2 separate regions of the Mus musculus genome follow, and region 1 is linked to region 2. The links are chromatin contacts, called in public Hi-C maps. All regions are on one chromosome and are shown on one strand. Each heading gives the region's core, a stretch centred on a gene start, on an enhancer-like site or on the middle of the called end of the contact. The rest is flanking DNA. Distances are from core to core; before and after follow the strand shown. Region 1 has its middle 32 kb from the start of Gm30117. Region 2 overlaps Gm4718 (a long non-coding RNA gene).

What was found. Hi-C and Micro-C count contacts between places; a contact is called where the count stands out from the background.
Region 1: a contact with region 2 is called in a Hi-C map of muscle stem cells, with 1.6 times the contacts expected there. The contact joins two enhancer-like sites. A contact is called at or near these places in 2 of 484 Hi-C or Micro-C datasets (muscle stem cells and nephron progenitors) and 1 of 115 datasets of contacts at active chromatin or transcription factors (craniofacial prominence).

What each region holds. Positions count from the first base shown.
Region 1 is chr17:85,957,346-85,963,095 of GRCm38.p6, reverse strand. No RefSeq gene overlaps it. Among named protein-coding and RNA genes, the nearest start is that of Gm30117, 32 kb to the right of the region's middle. Within about 2 kb of position 1,250, at least 16 of the 459 cell types and tissues checked have an H3K27ac peak or open chromatin away from gene starts, as enhancers often do. A contact at or near this core is called in muscle stem cells, where this site is marked.
Region 2 is chr17:85,802,480-85,808,102 of GRCm38.p6, reverse strand. The region is part of intron 1 of Gm4718 (a long non-coding RNA gene); the gene reads right to left. Among named protein-coding and RNA genes, the nearest start is that of Gm29418, 5.6 kb to the right of the region's middle. Within about 2 kb of position 4,217, at least 7 of the 459 cell types and tissues checked have an H3K27ac peak or open chromatin away from gene starts, as enhancers often do. A contact at or near this core is called in muscle stem cells, where this site is marked.

The sequences.
Region 1 (5,750 bases), core at 1-2,500, 160 kb before region 2:
TGCTGGCCGGACACAACAGTAATAAACTCTATCTACACTGTAATCAACTCTACTTTCTACACTAGGTGGGGACAAACCGAAAGACTGCATTGTGACCATTAGCTGAACACTTAGATACTGATTCCTTACAAGTATAAGCTTAGTCCTGTAGCTCATTCCAGAAGAAATGGGTGGCATGAACTGTGCTGTGTCTGCTAAAGAGATTGGACTTACACCTTACAAGGTCTCATGCAAAGAAAGTTTAGGTCCCACTGGTGAAGTCCAGCAGGCATGGAAGAAAAACTGCTAATTCCTCAGAATTACTTCTATCACAGCAGCGAGGGAAATATTTCCCAGGTCACTCCCCAGAGCCAGCATGACCTTGAAAAAAAGGCCAGAAAAACATTTGAATCAATACATGAGCACTGAACATTGTAGGCTCTTGTTATATTTGTTGGGAATGGTGGCTCACTCCTGCAATGTAAGTACTTGGGAGGCTGCAGCAGAGTTGTGAGTTCTAGGCCAGCCTGCTTTACATAGAGAACCCATACAACCCTCAAAACCTTAAAATAATAAATAAGTTAAAACTCTTAAAATGCTATCTCAGAGGTATTTAAGATATGTAGAAATAAAATTGATGATAGCAGCAAAAAAAGAAAGAAAAATATAAAGAGTACTGAAAATTCTCTATAATCTGTACATTAATAAAAAAAAGGAATTTCTGTCAGGTTGTAGCAAATCAAGATGCTGAAATCTCAGAGTAACCATGAAAAGACTAGTAAATGAAGTAGAGTTAAACTAACCAAAAAGAAAATGCAAGGTAAATGTATTCAATTAATTTTCTTATAAAATGAAAGGAGAGAGAGAGTCCGAAAGTACACTTTGGATGGGGCAAACAGAAAGTAATAGTGGCTGACTTTTAAGCCCTAAAACGTCAACAATTACTTTAAATAGTCTTTGATTAGAAGGCAGAGATTATTCAAATTGAATTAAACAAACAAAGCAGAAGCTGTGGACGCCCCAGGAGACAGGAATCACAGAGAACCCATCACCCCAGGCTAAGAGCTGTGGGTGACGTTCAAGGTCTCCACGTACAAGCAAGAGAAAGGCATAGGTTGAGGGCAGAGCTCCTAAGCCTGAACTTCGTTGGGAGCTGAAAGTAAATGGGCTAAAGAAGGAGGCACACCCCTGAGTCTACTCCCATGTGTGGCTAAGAATGAGTAAGAACTGGCTAACCAAATGTTCCTCCCACGTGACTGTCAGCTGTGTCCATCAGTGAGTAAGAAGTGAGAGAGTGGACAGAGGACACGGCTTCACTGCCCACCAGCTGCCAGTAGTATGGGTGACTCCTTTGCTGGGTATGTTTTGGGTTACAGGGAGAATACTAATCTATATTTCCTTCGTTTTTTTTTTAAATGTGTCCTTTTTTTCTCTTTACAAACCAGTAGCTAAAGACACAATACAATTTAACTCTCAACTGTACTATTAACATTTTTCTACCATTTTCTTAGATCTAGATGACAGATCAGCCGACTACAATCCAAGAGCCACCTTAACTGCAGACGTTTTAACTCTGTTCAAGTCTAAATATTACCATGCACCAAACATGGTGTACACACCTTTAATCCCAGCATGCTGGAGGCAGAGGCAGGTGGATCTTTGTGAGTTTTGGGTCAGTGTATAGTGAGTTCCAGGTTATCCGGGGCAATATAGGGACAGCCTCTCTCAAAAAAATTTAAATTAAATACCATAATGCTTTGATATATGAAAATATGCACACGAGCTCTTTATTTTAGGAGGTGCCTGGGTCACCCCAGTTCTGTGTCACTTGAGCTGTTTCCTTTCTTCTTCTGTGACATCTTATCCCAGCGTAGCATCTCTGCATTTAAAGAAGCTATAGTTCTCCCGATGGTATTTCTCTCCAACAAAATCCCCATGTAAATTAAAATACAATTGTTTATCATTCCCAATATCTATAAGCCTCCTATGTATTTTTCTTTTGAATCAGTTACTGCAATTATTAGCAATGTACAATTATGCTAAGTAAATGTTATAAATTTTGATAATGATTATATATAAAAAAGAAAAGTTGGCTAGAAGACTATCACTGGGGCTGGAGAGATGGCTCAGCAGTTAAAAGCACCGACTGCTCTTCCAGAGGTTCTGAGTTCAATTCCCAGCAAACACATGATGGCTCACAACCATCTGTAATGGGATCTGATGCCCTCTTCTGCTGTGTCTGTAGACAGCTACAGTGTACTCACATAAATAAAGTAAAATAAATAAATCTTTTAAAAAATTATCAGTGGTATTGGGTGAAGCTCTTTCCAATCACATCTCATAGCCACAGCTGAATATGATTTTTCACACTGATGCAGACTTAGAACAATTCTATTCCTCTTTTATTGATGTAAGAGCTGGGGGCCGTTTTAATGCCATAGGCATCCCTTTGCCCAAATCAAACAGCGGATTCTATCTATGACTGGTGACTAGATCAGGTTCTCCCTCCACTTTGTCAAAAATCCTGAAGTAGAATCCACCCAACTGGCAGAAAAGGATTGCTTCCCGAGCCTTAGCACCAGCCAGTCATTCCAGTTTCTGGTGGCTCTGCTCTTCTTCGAAACCTTTTCAAGACTTATCAAATTTCTATGAGTTGTTCTTGTTCTTGTCAGGAGGACCTCATTCTTACTATTCCTCAGAGTTCAAGAAAGAATGACCTACTGTTATGAATGACGTAGAATCAGGCTGGATTTGCTAGAATAGCCTGCAATGTCTCACGAAGATGCAAAGACAGGCGGGGGTGGGGGAGGGGGGGCGGTCCTGAACCTTAACAAGATCAGTTGGTAATTCACTTAATGGTTTGAAAGGAGAGTGTTTACAATTATGCCTCTGGCGTTATTAGAAAAGCATGCCTACGTGGAGATGGAGGAGTTGCCCTGGTTAAGTAGAACTGGCTGGCTATGGCACGCCTGGGGTGTCGTGTTGTGGTATGCTTAGGAGACGTTTTATTCTGGGGCTACACGAGGAAGCTGTTCTGTCTTTCAGAATGCATTTGAAACTCCTCTGTGGAAAGCCTGGGGCCATCATGAAGCAGACGACTCACAAACTATTATTAATCATTTCTGTGTGCATTATCTGCAGTGGAATCAGGAGCATATTCCTACTATTAACATCCACATCTATTAAATGCACAGAGAAAAAGAATAATTTTGTGGTGTGGAATTCATATATTTGTATATATACCCAAATAAAAATGAGCTTATGGTGTCCCATAACCTACTGGCAAAAGATGATGAAAATATTCTATTAGTTTGAATAAATGTTTAAGAAAAATTAACTGCTCACACACACACACAGACACACACACACGTGTGTGTGTTATTTCCTATCTATCTATCTATCTATCTATCTATCTATCTATCTATCTATCTATCTGTGTATGTATGTATATGTGTATATATTTCCTATCTCCAGAGACAACATTAACAGGCTACAAGCACTGGGAAATTAGCAAGATTTTTTTTTTCATTTCCTCCCCAAGACCATATGATATACACCTGTAAGGATGAAGGAATGGACGGATGGAAGGGTCTCCAAGTACCATCATGAAGATTTGTACAGATGGAGAGACAGCAACACGTAGACCAAGGCATCACCTTAGCACTCAAAATTCTCAGGCTGGTGGAGACAGTACAGACCGTGTACTGAAACTATTCCCTGGATGCTCTCTCAAGAGTCTTCCTAGGGGTGATGCGTCCTTTGTCAACAGCTCAGGTTTAGAAGAGGAGAGAGTCACAGACAGAAATCTACTCTTTCCTGCCACCCCTCTCTACAGTGAGTTCAGAATACTCCAACTCAGGCAGAATTCTCAACTTCAAATGCCTTGCTTCCTCTTTCGTCTGTTTTTCAGAGTTCAACCTTTTGACAAAGATGTTACAAAAGAGATTTGGTAAAAGAAAATGATGACATCAGACCAAAACAAAGTCAAACAAACAAAAAGCCTAACAACAATGACAACAGATAAACAAACAAACAAGCAAAGCCCAGTTATATCACAGATAACACAGACCCTCCTCTTCCTCCTCTGCCTTAGTTTTCTCCTCAGCCGGAACTGCAATGATGGAAGCGTGGGACTTCCTGCTGGCCCAGCGCCAGCTGCTGGACCAGGTCCGCCAGCTCCTGAGTAGCAGACAAAGCCCCCAAATCTGGAAGTGACCGGAGGCTTTGGAAACGAGACAGGCCAGAGAGGTTCACCATTTATACCAGCTGCTTTGAGGAGAGCTGAGATCTCATCCTTCGTGCTGACTGTTACGGACAGGGGCAGAGCAGATGCAGTGCACAGAGCCCAAGGCCTCGGGGGCAGGGGTGGCACTGACAAATGCCAAGCTGGTCACCAGATGAAGTGAGGGCCTCTCTCCAAAGAGGCCTTAGCTTCCCACGAGGACCTGAGCACCTTGGCCACAGGTGAAGAAAGCCAATCTTACCATGAGCGTGTACTGGACAAGGCATGAAAATGATGTGGGCTGTGGTCCTCTTTCCTTAAAGGAGACTTTGCCGACATCAGGAACAGTAAGCCACTGTGAAAGCAGAGATGGGAAAATAACCCACAGGCCGTCTCAATATCAGATGTGTTTCGGGTCGGATCAGTTTTTGGAAAGGGCACATATGAAAACTGAGAGCATAGAAGTCACTGCTCTGAAACCCCTCCCCGCTGCACATCCCTTAGAAAGCCGTTGCCCGAGCAGAGCCTATGCACGCAGACTCAGTAAAGAATGCGAACAGAGCAAAGCAGGAGAGAAAAAGCAAAACGAAGCAGCAACAAATCACCAAGCAGCAAAGCCCTGAGGGAGAAACGATGGCTAAAAGAGATATTAACTAGAATGTTCAAAGAAGGCATCAGGAGTCATGTACAGAACAAATATTTAAAGATAGAGTTCACGAGAAATTTCCTAAAAGGAGAGAGCTCCATGAGGAACGAACACTGGGAAATACTGAGCCAGCACGGCCCCCTTGGACATTGGTACTCATATAAACGCTGAACTCCACGTTTCTGGGAGAAGTAGGCAGGTAAATCGCGGGGCTTGTCAGACATACTTACAGTGATGAAAAGATGTTAGAACATACATAACTTCTGCAGAAAGTATGACCTGAGACTTCTGTTACTGTTAAACTATGTTCTTAAAGTAACAACCAGTTAACCAACACACTGTGTTGAACATGCCAGACACACCTGAGGATGGCTGTGTCACTGAGCCTGAACCATTGATGAGCAAGAGACACATTTTAATCACCTAAGAAAACACGGGGGAACTCCAGCAAGATGACCTTTTTAAATAAATCAAATCAAATCAAATATGTATATAAAAAGTTCCTGCCCAGAAATAGGCTATCTCTGGCTCCAGGAGGCCTTCCTCAGGCCTCTTTATATTCATTGCACAGCCCTTAGAACTAATTTCCAAGTAAATGTGTTAGCTGTGTGTGTACTTATGTAAAAGTCCTGTGTTAACATTGTGTCTCATCCATTCATGTTGCTGCATGCAACGGCAAACATACAGAGCATTTAATCACATATCAGAATTTACCCACTCTACTGCTGACAGTAACGGGGCGCTCTGCTATGCTATGCTATGCCATGCCATGCCATGCCATGCCATGCTATGCTATGAGAGACTTTCCTATCAACATTCTTGCATTTAACTTCTTGTTGGAAATACATCAGCTTTCTAGTTGGAAGAAATTATTCAAGGTGAAGCTATGATGCATCAAGTTAA
Region 2 (5,623 bases), core at 2,968-5,467:
GTCTGTGAGATTCACCCCAGTTCTGAGGGTCATCCACATTCTGGGCAGTGACAGTTTATCTGGTTTTGGTGCTGTGTGATACTTCATGGTATAAAAATGTTGTATTTTGGGCTGTTTGTTTCTAACTTGATATAGTGAAGAATGTGATAAATATGGGTATATTTATATTTTCCGCTAGTGTATAGTTACATTCCCACCTGCACAGCTTGTGGGCCTTTGTTCATCTACATGCTTTCCCGCACTTGCAGATGACTGTTCTTAATTTTAGCTCTTATGTGATATGTGTACCAGTGAATCTGATTGCTTCACCCACTCGTCACCTTTAAAGGCTTGACGGCAGTGCACCAGGGCGATCCGCAACAGATGCCCTCTTTTAAGAAACTCCTGTTGAGTTTTCTAGTTACCAATACACTTTAGGCTACATTTTTTGTATCTTTTGTATTCTTGTTTTTAATATACAAGAGCTCTTTGCATATTCTAGGAAAGAATCTTGTGTCAGATATAGATGGATATATATGTCAGATATACATGGATATATATGTCATTTTGTTTTCTCCTCACTATGGCTTGCTTTTCTTTTCCCGACTGATTTGTGTCGAAGAACGGAAGTTTTCCATCAGAGAGAAGGTCCAGTCATTAGCTGTTACCTTGCTTGCCCTCAGGAAGACAGTCCTGTGGGGCCATCTCCATGCCTCTGTCCCCCACCCCCACCCCCCACCCTCCAGGTTGCAGCTGTTCAGACTTGGCTGTGCCTTCCTCTCTCTTCTGGAAACTCTGTTCTCCTCAGAAACTTGCTTTTTTTCCACTTGGGATTCTTAGAGGCAGCAGAGGTTGAGGCTTTTCTCTGGAGGAGGTCTGCTTTCTTTTTCTGACTGGTACCTAGACAAGCATGACTTGAAGGATGGAGCTCTGCACTGTTCCCTGGGGAAGGATCCTGCCTGTAGGGTAATGGGCCCATCTCCTTCCTATCTCTTTGAAGCTCACTTTTTGGTCTGAGTCTAATCTGGGCTCTTTCCGTATGCTCAAGCTTCCTTATCAAGTCCCTCATGGCTCTGGTTTCCAGTCCCTGATGGGACAGGTGATCCTGACACCCGCTAGAGCGTCTTCTAAGTAAGAGAATGCTTCGGGAGTGCTCAACAATGCAGGGCTACAATATAGAGTTACTTCCACTTTAGTGACAAGATCTTCTAGCACAGGCTCAATATTTACACTCCACGTTTGGGTTCAGTATCATCTGATCAAAAGTCTATGCCATCGCATTGCCTACCACTAAGGCACAGTTAAAAGGTTTCTTGCTCCCCCTAAAGGGTTTTTCTAGTGACCAAGGCACAGCAGGAGCCCAAAAGTTGGTTGTGCATCCTCCTTTCTGCAAACTTTGTTTAAAAATTAAGCTCTCTTTTAGCTGGTTGTGAACAACTAACCCGGGTAGCAAAGCAGTACCTGCAACTTGGTCAGCAACGGAGACCATGAACGTCTTCATAGCACATCAGCACTATTTCAATATTACAGATGTTAGACACATTGCTAGATTTTTGTATTTAGCCTGCTAATAAAGAAGCAGCTACAGTCCAGGCACCAGGTCACACATTTTTCTAAAGCTATATTTGGTAACTTATTTTACTATAATGTGTCCTGTCACACACTTTATTCTGAGAAACAGTCCACAATGCCTTCAAAATCAGCAAAGGGCCCTGGGTAAAATTATAAGAGAGGGTTAAAGAAAACCGCTCAAGGGTCCTCTGAAACCACAGCCATCTCAAATGAGTGGGCAACACAGACTGATGACCTGGCGGCCACACGCCCGGGATGGGAGCGGCTGAAGTTCCGCTCTGTCCACTGCTTCGTGCCTTTGGCATTCAGGGATGAGGGTGGGGGACTCCCCGTGGGCCAGAGCATGTGGCTTCAGTTTTCCCTGGATTCTGGCATTCCGGAGATTCTAAAAGAATAGGGCATCTCTTTCTCAGGTCAGAGGAAATGGGTAGCTATCCAGCTAAATAGATTTCATGCTTGACTTCAGGGGAATAGCCCGAATGATGATCTGTTTGGAAGAGTAAATTAAAGAGGTAAGTAGGCACGCGGGTTTTGTTTGGTTTAACTTCTGCTGCTCTGGTCACTCTCCTGAGCATCTCAAAGGAAGAATACAGTTTGACAGACCTCTTCTGCTGGCATCCTCCTCCCCAGATTCTGACCGGATCCTGCTTCTTTAGAGGGCACTGACCTGGAATTAGCTTGAAGAAAAGCCCTTGCCAGGACCACATCCCTCCAAGCCAATCAAAACGTGACTACTCTTTGTCTCTGCTCCAAGCACTGGGTTTTGATTTCATCCTCATCTCTTCTAATTAGTAAACTCCTTTGCACTGCTTGAGCCCAAGGCTCATGGACAACAGCTGCCATTCTCCCCTAAAGGTAATGTCCCTATGTTCTCGATGACATCGACTATGCCAAGCCTGGTGGTGTGAAGCTTTGAGCCCAGCACTCAAGGAACAGAGGCAGGTAGATCTCTGTGAGTTTGAAGACAACATGGTCTAGATAACAAGTTCTAGGTCAGCCGGGGCTACAGAGTAAAAGCCTATCTCAAACAAGCAAACACATTTTTAAAAAACTGAAAAACGTGAAATTATATGTGAAAGTATGGGGTAACAGTGAATGTGAGTCTTCTCCCTGGTCCTACCATGAAGGACTATCGAGGATATGCCTCAAACTCGGGGATATGCCATTCCTATGTCTGTATTACACTTTTGTCAACAGAATATCTCCCTGGCTTGCCCACCTCTATCCTTCATTCTCCCATTCCCCACGCATTCTGTCATTTCACAGAGGCAGCAGGAGTAGAAAGTGCAGATGCTCCGGGCTTCTGTGAAGCACCCTGACACCTATGTCTTCCTGGGTAGCTGTAGCTCTCCTTCTCCCCCTCCTGCACTAAAGCCACTTGCTTTGTTACGTTCAGAGGTAAAAAAAAAAAAAAAAATGAGTGTGACATTCTGCACATGCCACTCTTCCAAGCGCGATACGTTCTCTATAAAAAGCTACGCTGTCCTCACCACTCTCAGGACCACTGTCCAAACGGTTGAAGAAGAGGCAGTTTTATTAGCTCTGTTTTTGCAATAGTCTGTCTTACTCCAGAGGCAAAGAGGGGGTAAACATGGCTCTGGGCTGGCTTTGTTTCATCATTCTAAGTAACTAATGAGCGAATCCTTTGGAGCAGTTTCTAGCCATAGTGATGGCTGTCTGATTCTTGGATGCCACAGGAAGCCTAGTGTGGAGGGAGTCATGCTGTAATCCGGAGGCAGGCTGCCCTGCACTGAGTCACAGCTGGAACTAAATGGGTTTATTTCTGACCTTTCCCCTAAGTTATGTTAGGCCTTCGATAAGTTCATATTTTGGTTCCCTAATTTACTTATCCATAAAAGAGCAAAAAAGAAAAAAAGACCTGGATATGCTCTCGGTCTGCTCCAGTTCTGTCCTTTTATTTATTTATTTTAAATGTTTATTCCATTGTGTGGGGCAGGGGATGCTGTAGCGTCCAGAGGCCAGAGGCAAACAGAGTCAATTCCCTCCTCTCACCATGTGGACTCTGGGATCTAACTCGGAACCAGGCTTGGTACCAAGCACCACCTTGTCTCTGTGCTGGCTCATGGACTCAGTTCTGACACTTTAGCATTCAGTCTCACGAAGCACACACACACACACACACACACACACACACACACACACACACACACACACACACAGAGAGAGAGAGAGAGAGAGAGAGAGAGAGAGAGAGAGAGAGCCATTAAAATATTCAATTATAGCAATCCAGAAAAAAATAAAAGGGATACTGTTTTATATGGTGCTAAAGATTCCTATTTGACTCTCCCACCTCCTAACTATTCGAAATGTGTACCCATGAAATTCTACTAGTTCCCTGTAAACTATTTTTGAAAAATTGGTTGGGGCCAATATAAAATGTTGCCTCTTATTATCCAAGGCTCAGAACCATAGCTGTAGGACAAGGTATGCTTTTCTTTCAGCAACTGTCAAGGGCTGGGTTTTATAACTATTTAGCCTTCGTTATCTAAGCAGCGTCTCTCTACAGGGAGAGCTGAGGCTGCCAAGCAGCCTGGACTCCACTCTGCTTCGATTCATCTGCTGTTGCGTGGAAGCCTCTCCATCAGCCTGCTCTTCCATCTCTAGGACTGTGGAGAAAGGAACACAATGTTGCTGCTGCCTGTGGTCACGCTCCAGCTTAGCAACTCTGTAAGACACGCTCACCTCTATGTGAAGCCTGCTTGTCTGTGCCTTAGTCACCAAACTGCTGCCTACTTTCAGACAGAAACCCTGCTCCCACCCAGAGTTCCAGTCCTCAGAAGGCTTTGATTTTTAATAGGTTTCTCTTTTTTAGTTTAGTTTTTGAAATTAAAATATAATTACATCATTCTCCCTTCCCTTTCCTCCTGGCAATCCTCCCACATATGCCCCTTCCCTAACTCTCAAACTTATAGCCTCTTTTTCTCTGATTATTCTCTTTTTCTCTCTTTCCCTCTCCCTCCTCACCTCTCACTGTATACATGTGTGTGTGTCTATGTCTCTATCTTTCTCTCTGTCTCTCTGTCTCTCTCTCTCTCACACACACCCTTAATGCATATTTATACCTGCTCTGTCCACATAATGTCCATGTATGGTTTTAATGCTGTATCCATGGTCCACAAAGGATGAAGGAGGGAAGAGGCAGGACTGTGGCATCCCAGGGAAATGCAAACCACACAAACAGCTGCCTGATGCTGTGCTTCATCCATTTAAGATTATGAGATGCCACAGGCGGAGTTTTGGGAAACGGTGTCCTGTTAGGGACACCGTTCTCCCTCTGAACAAAGTTCTTTTCCTTTCACGATTCCATTCTAAAACCCTCAGCCTTCCTGACCACTCTGCTGCATACCAAAGGCCTGGCGTTTCGGAGCTGAAGAAGAGTAAATGATGCCCTGTGTGGGATACCCACGAGAGCATGTGGCGCTCAGAGAAAGGAAACTACTTTTCCTTATGGAACTACCAGGCATCTGGATTGGGAAGAGAGAGAAAAAAAATCCAGTCATTCTGATGGTTTGTCTACATAGTACCAAACATCTGGAAGCTGGGTGACAGACTAAATCTTTCACTTCATATTCTGATGATTTTTTTTTTTTTTTGCGTTATGCTGAAACAACTTAAAATCATCTGTACCCTAAATGATTTAAGCCCCAAGCTCATACTTGGTGATTAATTGAAGTTTTGACGTGATCGAAGAGACAGATGAAGCAGACGCTTTAGGCTGCTTCTCCATGCAGTGTGCTAGGTTTTTAAAAAGACACACCCATTGCAACTCTCCTGTAGGAACTAGAACAGTGGAGAGGATTCCCAGAAATACTAAGGCTCTGTGCCTAAAGATACTGTGTACACTTTTGTTTCACAGGGTTTTCAAACTCAGGTCAACCCTTGAAGAACTAGAAGCAACATTCCAAACAAGTCGCTTCCTCCAAGCAAGTTTAAAATACACATATTTCTCTCACGCCAATGCGGGCTGCATGCTCAGCCGCTCAGCAGAGTTCTAATGGGGTCTATCAGGAGCCTTGTAAGGAGACATTTTGGAGAAACAATTTTATTTTAT